Linked DNA regions of Arachis hypogaea: region 1 is linked to region 2. The links are chromatin contacts, called in public Hi-C maps. All regions are on one chromosome and are shown on one strand. The core of a region is the stretch at or near the end of the contact, and the rest is flanking DNA. Distances in the headings are between cores, read along the strand shown. Region 1 has its middle 66 kb from the start of LOC112786030. Region 2 holds the start of LOC112783553 (deSI-like protein At4g17486).

Region 1 (6,735 bases), core at 2,729-5,228, 68 kb after region 2:
CTAACTAGCGGCGCATCTAGCCTAAATCAGTAGTCATTGAGTCTTGTAAGATGGTATAATCCGACCATCTATAAGTATGGTATGGTATGATCCGATCGTCCAGGAGCATACCATGCTGCCTCCTCATGCTGGTAATACATCGGGTCGACTACATAATAGTGAAAAAAAGTTTACTAACAATTCATAATAAACTTTACATAATCAACAAATAACTATATTAAAAAAAATATTATTCATGTCCTATTAAAAAAATTAAATAATAGTCAAATTCATAATGTTATAATTGATTAAGTACCTCTTATCAAAAGTAATGACAATCTTATCCTAAAATTTTAAAGTCCAATTATATCATATATGCAAAATTCAATCATAGTGTTCTCACCATATATATTACTCTAACCTTATTCATAGAAATCGGATCTCCACAAATTCTACCTTCACCTATCATTAACATTTCTAACTTAAAATTCTAATTTAAAACAATTCTAAATTCCTATTATCACTAATGTTTCTAATTTAAAAATTCTAATAAAAATTTTTAAATCACTACTCTAACTAACATTTATAATCTAATAATTCTAAATTATTAAGGAATCTTAATATTTCTAATCAACATGAAAAAAGGAAATTTTATGTACTCACCTTCACATTGATATTACCAGTAGTATGAATAATTCCATACACTGAGTAGATACAATCTAGATCGTCTTTCATGACTGTAATTTTGAATTTTGTCGCTTTGTACTCTCAAAATTTTCTCTGGCGTGTTTTTTTAGGAAGAGAAAAGATTATAAATATAAATTGTATGAAGTCAATTCAAATTCTTATATAGAAAAATCACCATTAAATCAAATCAAATTGATTTGTTTTATATAAAGAAACACTTATCACTAATTTAAATCAAAGTGATTTAATAAGTATCATACTAAGTCAAATTGATACGATTCGATTTACATGTAAATATGTAATTTAAATTACACTGATTCAATTTATATAAATATGTTAAGGACAGATGTATAATTCATTTCTATTTGAACATCTGTTAGACACTATTTATTTTATTAAAATGAATTACCTTTAAATTAAATTAATATAATTTAAATTCCAACAAACTATATATTTTGTTATATTACAAGCACCCCTGCACCTATATCTTGCTCCAATTGACTAAGTTTATTAAAGTCTAAATTAAGCGATGAGACAAGAATGCCCACTTTAATTAGGTGGAATCTAAATACTTTACAGACTAAAGGAGCAAATATGAATAAAATACTGTGCAGTAGCTTCACGATTATTAAGTCGCTCTTAAATATCAGTAGAGCACATTCTGGTTTAATTTCTTGATAATTTTAGTTGACATATGTAAAATAATAAACTTTAAAAAAACATAAAACTCTAGAGAGGAATAATAGACTAAGTATATTATTAAAGTTATGATTATATATTTATATGAATTTAGTTAATACGTGTTTTTAGAGTATGTATCCTAAAAATATTTTTATAAAAAATATAAAATTTAGTTTTTTTTGGTGTAAATGAGTCTATTTGGTGTAATATAAAATTTAGTTTTTAATATACTTATTATGTATTTATTAAACAAAAAATTTAAAAACTTCTATCTATAATCTTAACCTATTCTTTTAAAATATATATTAGCTAAACTTTTTTATATTCTAATTATCTAACATAAGACATTGTTGAAATTAAAATTCTGGAAAAAAAATGAAAATTAAAAAAGCAAAACTAACTCACATGCGACTCTTTAAATCCTCTTTTTGTTTTTTAACAATTTGGTACAACTAGAGGAATCGATGCCTTTCTTTTAGTTTCCCTTATCTTTTCTGTCATATTCATCTTCTTTCTTGTTTTTAATTAGACGGAAAGAAGACGTGGGGAACAGAAGTTAGATGCCTTTTTCTGGAATTTCTATGTGCAGTCGTTCGGTGGGTGGGAGAAAGTAGTTTCTGTAATCAAAGTTAAGATCAGATCACAAGCATTTTTAAAAGTTTTCAATACTTTTTATTTGTAGATATTTTTAAAAAATTAACTAATCAAACCCTTAAGTAATAATAGTTTTTACCAACATATATGTGAATATTATTTTCACTCCCTTTTTAATTTCCTTTGGAGAAAAATACAATACGAGCTCCAAATATTTAAAGAAGGACTTCGTTGAAGGATCGTATTTGTATCTCGAATACAAGTTTAAATACGATATATTTATTCGACATTCGTAAATTTTTATATCTAATTATGTCTTAACAATAAATAAAAAATAAGATAAAGTATTATTTTGGTTTCTAATGTTTGAGCCGAATTTTAAGTTGATCCTAACATTTCAAACATTCTATTTCAGTTTTAAAAATTTTTAAACGTCAATCCAAAAAAAGTTTTAACTGGTTCAATATTATCTTATCATTAAATTTGACCCGAATAATTTACACATTCAATTTTAGTATGTAAATAAAATCTATCTACCAACTATCACTAATATAAAGATTTTCGTTATATTTTTTCTAACTCATGGAATATATAACTTAACTAGTAAGATTTTTATCATCATGTCACTAATTTTATTAATTATTAGTATCAAATTTAATGGTAGGACCATATTAATCCTGTTTAAAACTTTTTTGAATAAAAATAAAACGTTTGAAATTAAAATTTGACCCAAATGTGGAGGACCAAAATATTATTTTATCCTAAAAAATAATTTTTTTACCACATTTAAATATATCTAAATACAAAAATATTATTTCCAATAAGTTATATCTCAAATGGCATAATCTCCCCACACTCATCTAAGAGGTTGCGAATTCGAGTCTCCTTATTTTTGGTAAAAATAAAAAACGAAAATATCATTAGTGTGACCAATTTTATGAATAATATATAATTTAAAAAATATTTAAAAGATTAATTTATATTTTAATATACCTGCCGTATGCCATGCTTTTGTATCTCATAAAAAAAAAATTAAAGTATACAAGTATCTGGTATCTATATGAGTGTCTATTATTCATAAATTTGAACAAATAAAAATAAGTATCCTTATGGTTATATAAGATGACCTTTGGATCCCCTCAGGCCTCAGCGACCACTAGTTCCCATCTTCATGGGCCACGGTTGTTGCTGATGCATAAGTTGTGCTCAATTGTCTGCCATCACTTTTAAATCCTAATGCTAAGAAGCTTCTGAAGCACTACTGAGACAAACGTAGCTTTGTAGCAACCATAGTATTCTAATTTTTAATGCCATATCAAATTATTAAACATTATTTATTGTGATGTAGTTTATTTGTAATGTGATTTTTGTTTTCCTACTTCTTTCAAGCAGTGTTAATAATTGACGAGTTTTAAAACAGTCAGCAAGAATAATAGCATAAGCATAAGGAATGGTTCATATTTATGGATGGGGACATGCACCTTGTAGTTTGGTCATGTATGGTGTAGAAGAGTACCCAGCTGAATAGGTTTTGGTTCTTTATGTGATTTGTCACGGGCAAACAAACTCACATGTATGGTGTATTCAGCTTTAGTACTTTTCTATCTCACTTGCCTGTCAATTAACAACTACTCTCTCTATTAGGCAAGGTTCTAAAAACCAAATTAGAGATTTAAGGATTCAAAAATTCAATCCGTGTTTAATCGGAATTAAATTGAATATAATATATAATTGATTATTTTGTGATTTATTATTTTAAACCAGTTAATCGGGTCGATCCTGATTCTAACCATGCTATATACTCATATTCTCTCGAGGTGCAAAAATCAGCCCTATATATTGTCAATTAATAAGGAAAATCTTTTTTCACATATACTCAAGGTATTCATGTGTATTTCAAATCTCACATCAATAACTTTTTTTCATTTAGAGTTTATAAGTGTGATACAATTTTCACTAGCTTTTTGGCAAACCCAATTCTTAAAGGCCATATGAAAAGAATAAATAGGATAAGGGGATCTAGATTATCAATTTGGGACATTCTCACTTTCCTTAGATCTTGTTAGGCTCACTAGTCACTACCGAGTATTCCAAACCAGTAGGCTCATAAAGTCAAAAAAGAGAGAGAAATGTATCGATTCCATTTTTGGGGTAGGCCCATAAAGCCCAAAAAGTAAAAAAAGGACAGAGAGAAATCAGAAATGTATGCACAATCAATTTTGAGATTTTACGTCACTGAACTTTGGGTTAGTTAAGCAGTGAAAATTAGCTCTAAGTTAGGGTGATTGCTTCAAAACCTGAGGCAAATTCTTGGGTGTATGTACTGTATTGGTCTAGATACTCGCTGTAATGATGTATGCTTTTTTAAGTTTATTTACTTTTTGTTAGATTTTATAATTTTATTAAATTTTTAATCAAATATTTATTGTTTAAAAATTTATAATTAAATCTTTATATCAAATAAAAATTTGTAATTAAATTTTTATTAGTTACTATTTTAAAAAATATTTAAAATATTTGTTTTTTAAATATTTTATATTTCATCTTACATCAAACACAAAAAGAAGGATTTCAAAAAAATATATTTTTAATAAAAAAAATAAAAAAATATAATTAAAAGTTTTAGTCTAATATAAAGACTTAATCACTAATTCTTATATTATAAAAACCTAATTAAAAATACCAACAGAATAATTAATCCGCTAATTTATTACTATTCTGGTCTGCGAGTTTATCATAACTAATCACATCCTCAACTAACTTAACCTCACTTAACAGTTAACATCATTTTTTAATTTTACAAATATTTCATAAAACCCAATTGTTAGATAATATAAATCAAGCACAACAACTTGGAACTATCTTGAAGTTATAGTCAAACATGAGTTTAAAAGTTTGACCACCAATAAAATGCTAGAATTTTAGAAAATATTAAATCAAAATTAACTACTACTTAATATTGTGATATTGCCTTAATTATTAGTAAGCAATCTAGAACATGCAATTTGAAGCAAATTCTACAAGTTTTATTGTGCCACCAATATATACAACTAAGTATTAGTTAAAAAAAATATTATTTTATTAAAAAATTTTGTCTATATAAAGACATATATATTTATGTAATGATCATCTTTCTATGAATCAAAATATGGTATTTATTTTAAAATTTCTCTTTTATATTCTTATGATTGTTAGTGAATTTAGTGATGAAATATATAGTAGTGCCATTTATTAGAGTTAGTAATCTTGGGATCAATTAATTATGGGTATTCTATTTACACCTATTCAGATTTACCATCGTGGATTCACAACCCTAACCACTTCGAGAGTGGAAGCTGTTGCAGCTCTTGCTTGGCATCAATAATGGTCTTGGATTCATAAATCACAACCTGAACCTATTCAGCAAAAAATGTTCCTCAAATCGTGTTGTGTATTGTTCTACAGTTCCCCCGACAACGTGTGCAAGAGTGGAAGCTATACAACTCTTGCTTGCCATAATAAGACACTTGTGGATGGGTGACAATTAACGTTGACTTTTAGTTTGTTACTAGTGGCGGTTATTAATTTTGAACCGTGGATAAGATTTGATTTTGGCAATTGAAATAAGAACTTAAGTTTGTGTTAGAATCATCTTTAATTTCTCTACAAATTTTTTTGTTGTTCTATGTTATTTACAAAAACCATGCATAATCCCTCTTTACTGTTTGAAAATGTGAATATAAGGGAGGTAAAAGTTGAGCCATAATTTCCTTTATCATTTGCACATTTTACAAATTTAAATATGAGTAAATTGTTAAATTAATCCTTAAAATATCACTCGTTCTTTAATTTGGTCTACGAAAGATTTTTTTAATCAAATTTGTCTTTTAAAATTTTTAAATTAGTCATCTTAGTCTTTCTGTCACTTTGTTTGTTGATGGTGTCAAAATTTGCTAATGTGACATATTAAGTGACACTCCAACACATACCTATGAGTCTTAATTGACTATTAATATAATAAGTTTATGAAATTAGATCAAATCAAAACCTAATTATGGGAACAACTTGAGATAATTGGAATTCATCAATTTGTGGTTGATTTTATCTAATTTTATAAATTAATCATGTTAATAGTCAATTAAGACTTTTAGGCGTAGTGTGTTAGGGTGTCACTTAATAACGTGTAACGTTAGCAAATTTTGACACTATTAACAAACAAAATACAGAAGGACTAACATGACTAATTTAAAATCTTTAAAGAACGAATTTGATTAAAAAAATTTTTTAGAGACAAATAAAAAAACGAATAATTTTTCAGAGACTAATTTAATCATTACTCATTTAAATATATATACCATGTTCCATTGTTGGATTTTTAGAACGAAGTGAATTTTGATCAGTTTCATATATTTAAATCTATTTATTTAATGGTTTTTTTATTTCTCTAAATGGGGATAAAAAGGGTCCACTAGTATTGAGTGGGATTAGGGGTGTTTGCGGTGCGGTTTGGATCGATTTTGAGTAAAAAATTCATTCGATTCGAACACTAATTTTACTTGCGGTGTGGTTTAGATTGCATGCTTTTTAAAAAAAATTCGATCTGATCCGATCCAATTTCAAGCGGTTTGGATTGGATTGGAGTTGCGGTTTTATAAATTAAAAAAATTAAATACATATAACAAGTCTCAACATCAAATTTTAAATAAACAACAATGACATAACAAGTCTCAACAATATCTTAAAAAACCAACGATAACATAATAATAGAAATAAAATTATAAATTAGTTAAAATAAATAAATAAGTAAATAATATT
Region 2 (6,004 bases), core at 3,122-5,621:
ACATGGGAGTTACACTTTAATTTGATTAGTTATGAATTTTTATAAATAGAAGAAGGCTCGAAGGTACAGGGGTTGGAACTTTGCTTCAAAAATTACTCACGCACACTCACATCCCAGCGAATTTCTGAGTCTGCTTCGAGTAAATTTTCTATAGGGTTCCTTCCACTTGTTTTTACTTTTCATTTACATTTTTTGCAAACTTTTCTTTTCAAGCAAGTTTATTTTCAAGCAACATTTAATAATCTTGTCCAATTTACACTTCAGTACTTTTATTTTTTCATATCAAAAGTCCTTTGATCTAATCGAAGGCATTTTACTGTTTTATTTAAATTTAATGCAAATCATTTCAAGTTCGGTCAATTTATTTTCAAGTTTTTATTTACTGTTTTCAGATTTTCTTAAGTTCTTATCCGATCGAAAGGTCTTTGATGCACTTTGAAAAAACTGGTACTCGCAAAAGAAGAGTAGGTTTCGCTCCCAGACCATTAGATATCGAACCACCATCAATTTGCTAAAAATTGACAAAACAGATCTATAACATCAACTCACCACCAACAACCATAAAGGGAACCAATAGCAACATTACAAAAGATGGAAAAAATATTATAGATGGGTTATTAAAACTAGGAACACAAAATTAAACTCAGATCCGAAAATAGTCTACAATAAGAACTGTGGAGGGAGAAAAGGAAAAACTAAAGAAAACCAAAAAATTAAAAAACAATAACAAAAAAACCGAAAAAAAAACTTAAAATCAGAAATGGAGACAGCGGAGAAGAGAAAGTGAAAGAAAGGAAAAAGGAAGGAGTTAGAAAAAAGGAGAAAATTTTTCATATCTAAAAAAATCGGATACCAAGCGCAAGAAAATCAAAAAAAAAAATGGAGGAGGAGAAAAATAATAGAGAAGGTAGGTGGGGTAAGAAAGAGCAAAGGAAAGAGAGGAGAAGTATTAGAAGTTGAGAAGAGAAATAATGGAGGGCTGCTGCTGCCAAAACTGGGCGGCGGGTCGCCAGTAGTATCCCTCAAAGTAAAAGTCTTTTAGAAATTTTTTGGTGGGATAGAGAGAAATAGAGAGATCCAACCTATATTCCTAATTAAATCCTTTAAATGATAATGTTTAATAAACAAACTAAGTTTGTACAAATAAAATATATATTTTGGTCATTAATTTAAATATAAAAATTTTTATATCTTAAACTGTTGAATGGTTGTTCAGATATAATTGTTCATGTAGTATTATTACAATTTAAATTTCTTGAAAAAGTAATAATAAATTCGGTTAACACTTTTTTGGTATATGCAGTCAACACTTATTTTTTATTTTTAATATTAGAAAAGAGTGTGTGTTATTGTATTATGAAGATGAGGAGCGTATCACAGAATTGTAGAAAATAATTTAAAAAAAAAATCTGTCAGACTTATGTATCCAAAAAATTCCACTACAAAATCTGACCCACAGAATTTTCATTTTACATTAAAAATAATTCTCAATCTATCCATGCTACTGAATAACACATGTTATCCATCTCTAAAAAAATTAGCCCGTCAACATTCTTTTCTCAACAAAACTGTTGAAGATAAAGGATACTAGTTTTTATTCATTATTGTATTCTAGTTAGTTGGGCCTAGTCCTTTTTAATGTAGTCAACCAATTAGATAAGGCGTTCTCTTTGGTTTTTTTTTATTTTTGAAAATCTTCTACTTGCTACTTTAACACCTCATGATTACCACTGTCCAATTGAATGTTAAAGCCCATTACCATGAAAATTAAAGCGGAAGCCAGAGCACCTGGTCCTCTAAGTCTCATCCTCGGATATTATGCCTTCTTTGATTACATAAAAATCCCACCCCATTCCCCCGTCAAATCAAAGATAAATACGAGCATTTACGCATTACAATTTAAACAAGACTCACAAGTAACAACCCCTAATTCTTTGTTTTTTTTTATTTAACTTATATAGAATATAAATAAAAATGAGCATTATAGAAACTTTTAGAGCATTTGTTAACCACTATGAAATATATTAACCACATTCAATCTTTAGACAAGTGATGTTATGCGTTTTACAATACAAAGACAAATCATGATTCCCTGCTTTTGCGTAGGTTGAATACTTGAATTATAATTTGACGGCCTAAAAGATTACAGTGATAGAATAAGCCTGGCTAAGATTTTCTCCGTGCTGTAGAGTGATTTAGACAAACATGTAGAGATAAAGGAACTCTTCATTCACTGAACTGAAGAAAGCAAGCATTTAAAAAATAACAGTGACAAAACAAAGCAACCATTACATAGTAGCTATAGCCACTATGGCAGAACAGAAAGATGGAGAGCAAGATGAACAATTTTCCTACCCTGTTCAAACCTAGGTTGCTCACATTTGACATAGTTCCTAAAAGCCCTACATATTCCAGAGACTTAAGAATTGAGTGCTGCAATAGATTTACTTTACTGTTAAGGTTGAACCTGAAGGAGCACTAATCAAAGATGAAGATGGTGGAAGGCAATGCCTTTGGCCACTACTTTTAATCACCCAACCTGGTGGCATAGAGACTTTGAATTGAGTGCTGCAATAGATTTACTTTACTGTTAAGGTTGAACCTGAAGGAGCACTAATCAGGGACGAAGATGGTGGAAGGCAATGTCTTTGGCTACTACTTTTAATCGCCGAACCTCGCGGCACTGATGGAGGATTGGAGGAACCCTCGTACCTGCTTGATTGACTCCTCATCTTCTTCTTCTCTCCTTCCTGAACCTTTTCTGATGTAACTTGTCGAACCTTGGTGTCGTTAAGCCCCGGAGGAAGAACACAGTTGCAGAGAAGACCTTCAATTTAAAAATCATAACATGATCGTAAATGCTAAATCCTTTCAACAAGCCCTCTTAGATCAAAATCTCACTCACATGTATTCAGGATTTCTAGATTAATTTTTAGAGATAGGGCATATAAACATGAATCACACAAGAAGTGCATCTCAGAACATAGTATTTATGAGAATTAATCAATTAACAAGTGAGTTGATTCAAGTAAGAGCTACGAGAAAGAAAAGGTTAATCTGAAGGGTAAACTACCCTTTTGACATGTGAAAGATTGTAGTTCCCGCAAAACGACCCTAAACTTATAGGGACTGCCGGACTGGATAATGGTATTGTCATAAACCATTTTCCTTATCAATAATTATATCTCTAACACAACCCTTTGCGCAAAAACTTCTTTTGGATTTTGCGTGAATATTATACATAAGCTTTCATTGGCCTTATGCTAAAATTCATTCTATTAGATAAACAAAAATGGAACTTTAGACCTTTAGGTCATGCAAACATTGAAACCATGAATGCACTCCCCCCCGAAGCATATGGGAAAAAACACATTTAGTTATATCTCTGAAATCCAGAATGAGAAACATAGGATTTGAATTATCATGAGTCGAGCAGAAAATGAAATGCAAGAAGCATTGTGTGTTGGTTACCGAGTCTAGCAAGTCGATTAACCCATCTAGGGATAGATTTTCCGGTTAACTTGAGGCAAACATCGTTGCAAAAGTGGTTGCAATTCTTGGAGATGAGGTGGTAGGTGTTGCCAGAGTAGTGGTGAGCAAGCTTCTCCATGAAAGCCCTAACATCTTTGGGGCCCAGATCCGTTGTTCCTATGAATATCGATTTCCTGAAAGTGAAGCCAGGGCAGTGCCGTGGCTGAACCTCGAAGATCCCCGTCGTATCGTGCTCGTGCGCACCGAAACCATATTCGATTCCATGAACTGCTTGCAGAAAAAAACAGAATTAGGAAACAGAAATTGAAGAAAGAAGAAAGCCAAAGGTAGGGTTAGTTAGGAGATTGCCTTGAACACCAGAGTGATAGACACCGAGGCCAAGCCAATAGGCATAGCCGTTAATGGGAGTCAGATCGTACACGTTCAGATAAACCGGCACTGTGCCCGGTTTCTTCTTCCCCGGCACCGTCACCAGTTTCCGCAGCATAATTTCTCTTCTTCTTCGGAGGGAAAAATTCCAGAATAACTTGCTTTGTTTCTTCACCCAGCTTTCGCTTTTTTCATTTATTATTACTATTATTATATCGTCTCTGCTCTCCACAGCCAACTGGGTACCACACTATTATTCATCACACAGTTATATCCTCTCAGTTTCTTAAGATTTATTAGAGAAACAACTTTTGGAGGATTTTATTTCTTTGGCAAATTTATTATTCAAATGCCAAATATTTTTTAAGTTTTTCATAATTCTTTAAAATTTTAACTAACTTTTTATATGTACTATTATTTTTGCTATTTATATCTATTCATATTCATTTCAATAAATTATTTTAAATTAAAACAAAACATATAAAAATCATTTCATTTTTCTTTATTGTTTACTTTAAACCAATCATGTTACATGAATTAAAAAACTTTTCATCCACCAACCAATTATTGTATGGAGATGTATTTAGTATGCATAAAAGATATTGATTAATTTTATATCAAATTTAATTATTTTAATAATTAATTAAAGAATGTCTCTATATATATATATATATATATATATATGAGTCTAATTTTGATGTATTGACAGTGTGAAATATTTTACACAGTCATGCGAGCAATTATTTATGCAATCAATGTGAAAAGTAGTTATTTTTGCTGGTATAACGTAATTGAATGCACGTGTAAAATTATTTTACAGTGATAATACATCAAAATTAAATTATATATATATACTAGCAAGACACTCGCGTTATGCATAGACAATACAAATGCAGTATATGATAAGATGAAGTGAATACGTATTTAGTTTTTTATTTGGTGTTGAAAATCGAAGAGCATCATTATGATTTAGAAAACTATATGGAAATTCTAAAGCACTTAGAACCGATTTATATAAAGAAAAAAAAGGATAGGTGAAGAAGTTGATATTATTTTGTTATCCCTGAGTAATGTTTTGATGATATGAATAATAGAAAAAAAAAATAGATGGCATATATTCTGATGATTGTGATTGAGTAAGATTACCTAAGTGAACAATATGAGTCTTAATCCCTTGTTGATGATAAGATATCTGATATCTCATGTGGCAAAATTTTAAATATTTAAAATTAAAGATTTTGATGTTCTCACTCGATCCGTAAGATTGAGCTAAATATAAGAAAATTATACATTATGATATAAATTGCAATAAGAAAATAATGTTGATGAAATGTAGCATTGTGATTGGCAATAAAGTCACAACAATGTGATCTAAGGAATAAATTGCTTTTTATGAGCAAAAATTTATGTATATATAAATCATGAAAGCTTTAAACAATACCTAATGTTGAATGCATTGTCATATATTTCTAAAGACTTCAGAGTAGACAACATTCTCAGCCTTGTCTGTGTTTTCATCATGAGCAATTAGAATTTTCAACCATTTCTTATTTGTCACTCTTGAGATGGCAACATAAAGTTGCCTGTGTATAAAAATAGGTTTTTTTTGAGTAGCAAACTCACGTGGTCCATGAATTATCCTTGACTTTTGTTTATTGTCATTACGTAAGAAAGCATCACAGAAAATTGTCTCCTTTAGAATCTAAATGGTAACCTGACATCTGACGGTGTGAGTGTCATTCTTGGAATAAAGACCTTATCGACACAGCTTTTGGAATTTAACAATTTTGCCTCGATGACTTTTTCTCCAAGTATTGTAATTATCAACCGCGTACCATTGCAAAACCCTGGTGAGTGATCAATGTTTCTAATATGCATATCAGGCAACCAACCTTTAGCTTCATTTCATGATTTGGAACCCCTAAGCACCTAATTATTGCTAAAAACTTCGGTGTGTGGATGGCTTCAATTGCATTGACACCTCCCTCGGAAACACATGTATTGGAACTAACATACGTCTTGTATTCATTGTTGTTCAATACAGTCAGGTAATCATTCACCTCATCTATGACATTAATTGTAAGAGCTAAAATCGCTCGACCTTTTAAGTGGCTTTCATTAGCCATGTTAGCAATGTAATAAG

What was found. Hi-C and Micro-C count contacts between places; a contact is called where the count stands out from the background.
Region 1: a contact with region 2 is called in a Hi-C map of an unstated tissue, with 8 times the contacts expected there. The contact joins the enhancer-like site here to the promoter of LOC112783553 in region 2. A contact is called at or near these places in 6 of 8 Hi-C or Micro-C datasets (leaf and an unstated tissue).

The regions. Positions count from the first base shown.
Region 1 is chr20:116,330,838-116,337,572 of arahy.Tifrunner.gnm2.J5K5, forward strand. No RefSeq gene overlaps it. Among protein-coding and RNA genes, the nearest start is that of LOC112786030, 66 kb to the right of the region's middle. Within about 2 kb of position 3,979, at least 2 of the 3 cell types and tissues checked have open chromatin away from gene starts, as enhancers often do.
Region 2 is chr20:116,262,352-116,268,355 of arahy.Tifrunner.gnm2.J5K5, forward strand. It overlaps LOC112783553 (deSI-like protein At4g17486), which reads right to left and starts at 4,372. Exons shown (of 3, transcript XM_025826541.2): 1 at 3,841-4,372; 2 at 3,472-3,759; 3 at 2,209-2,827. The coding sequence starts at 3,979. The coding sequence ends at 2,580.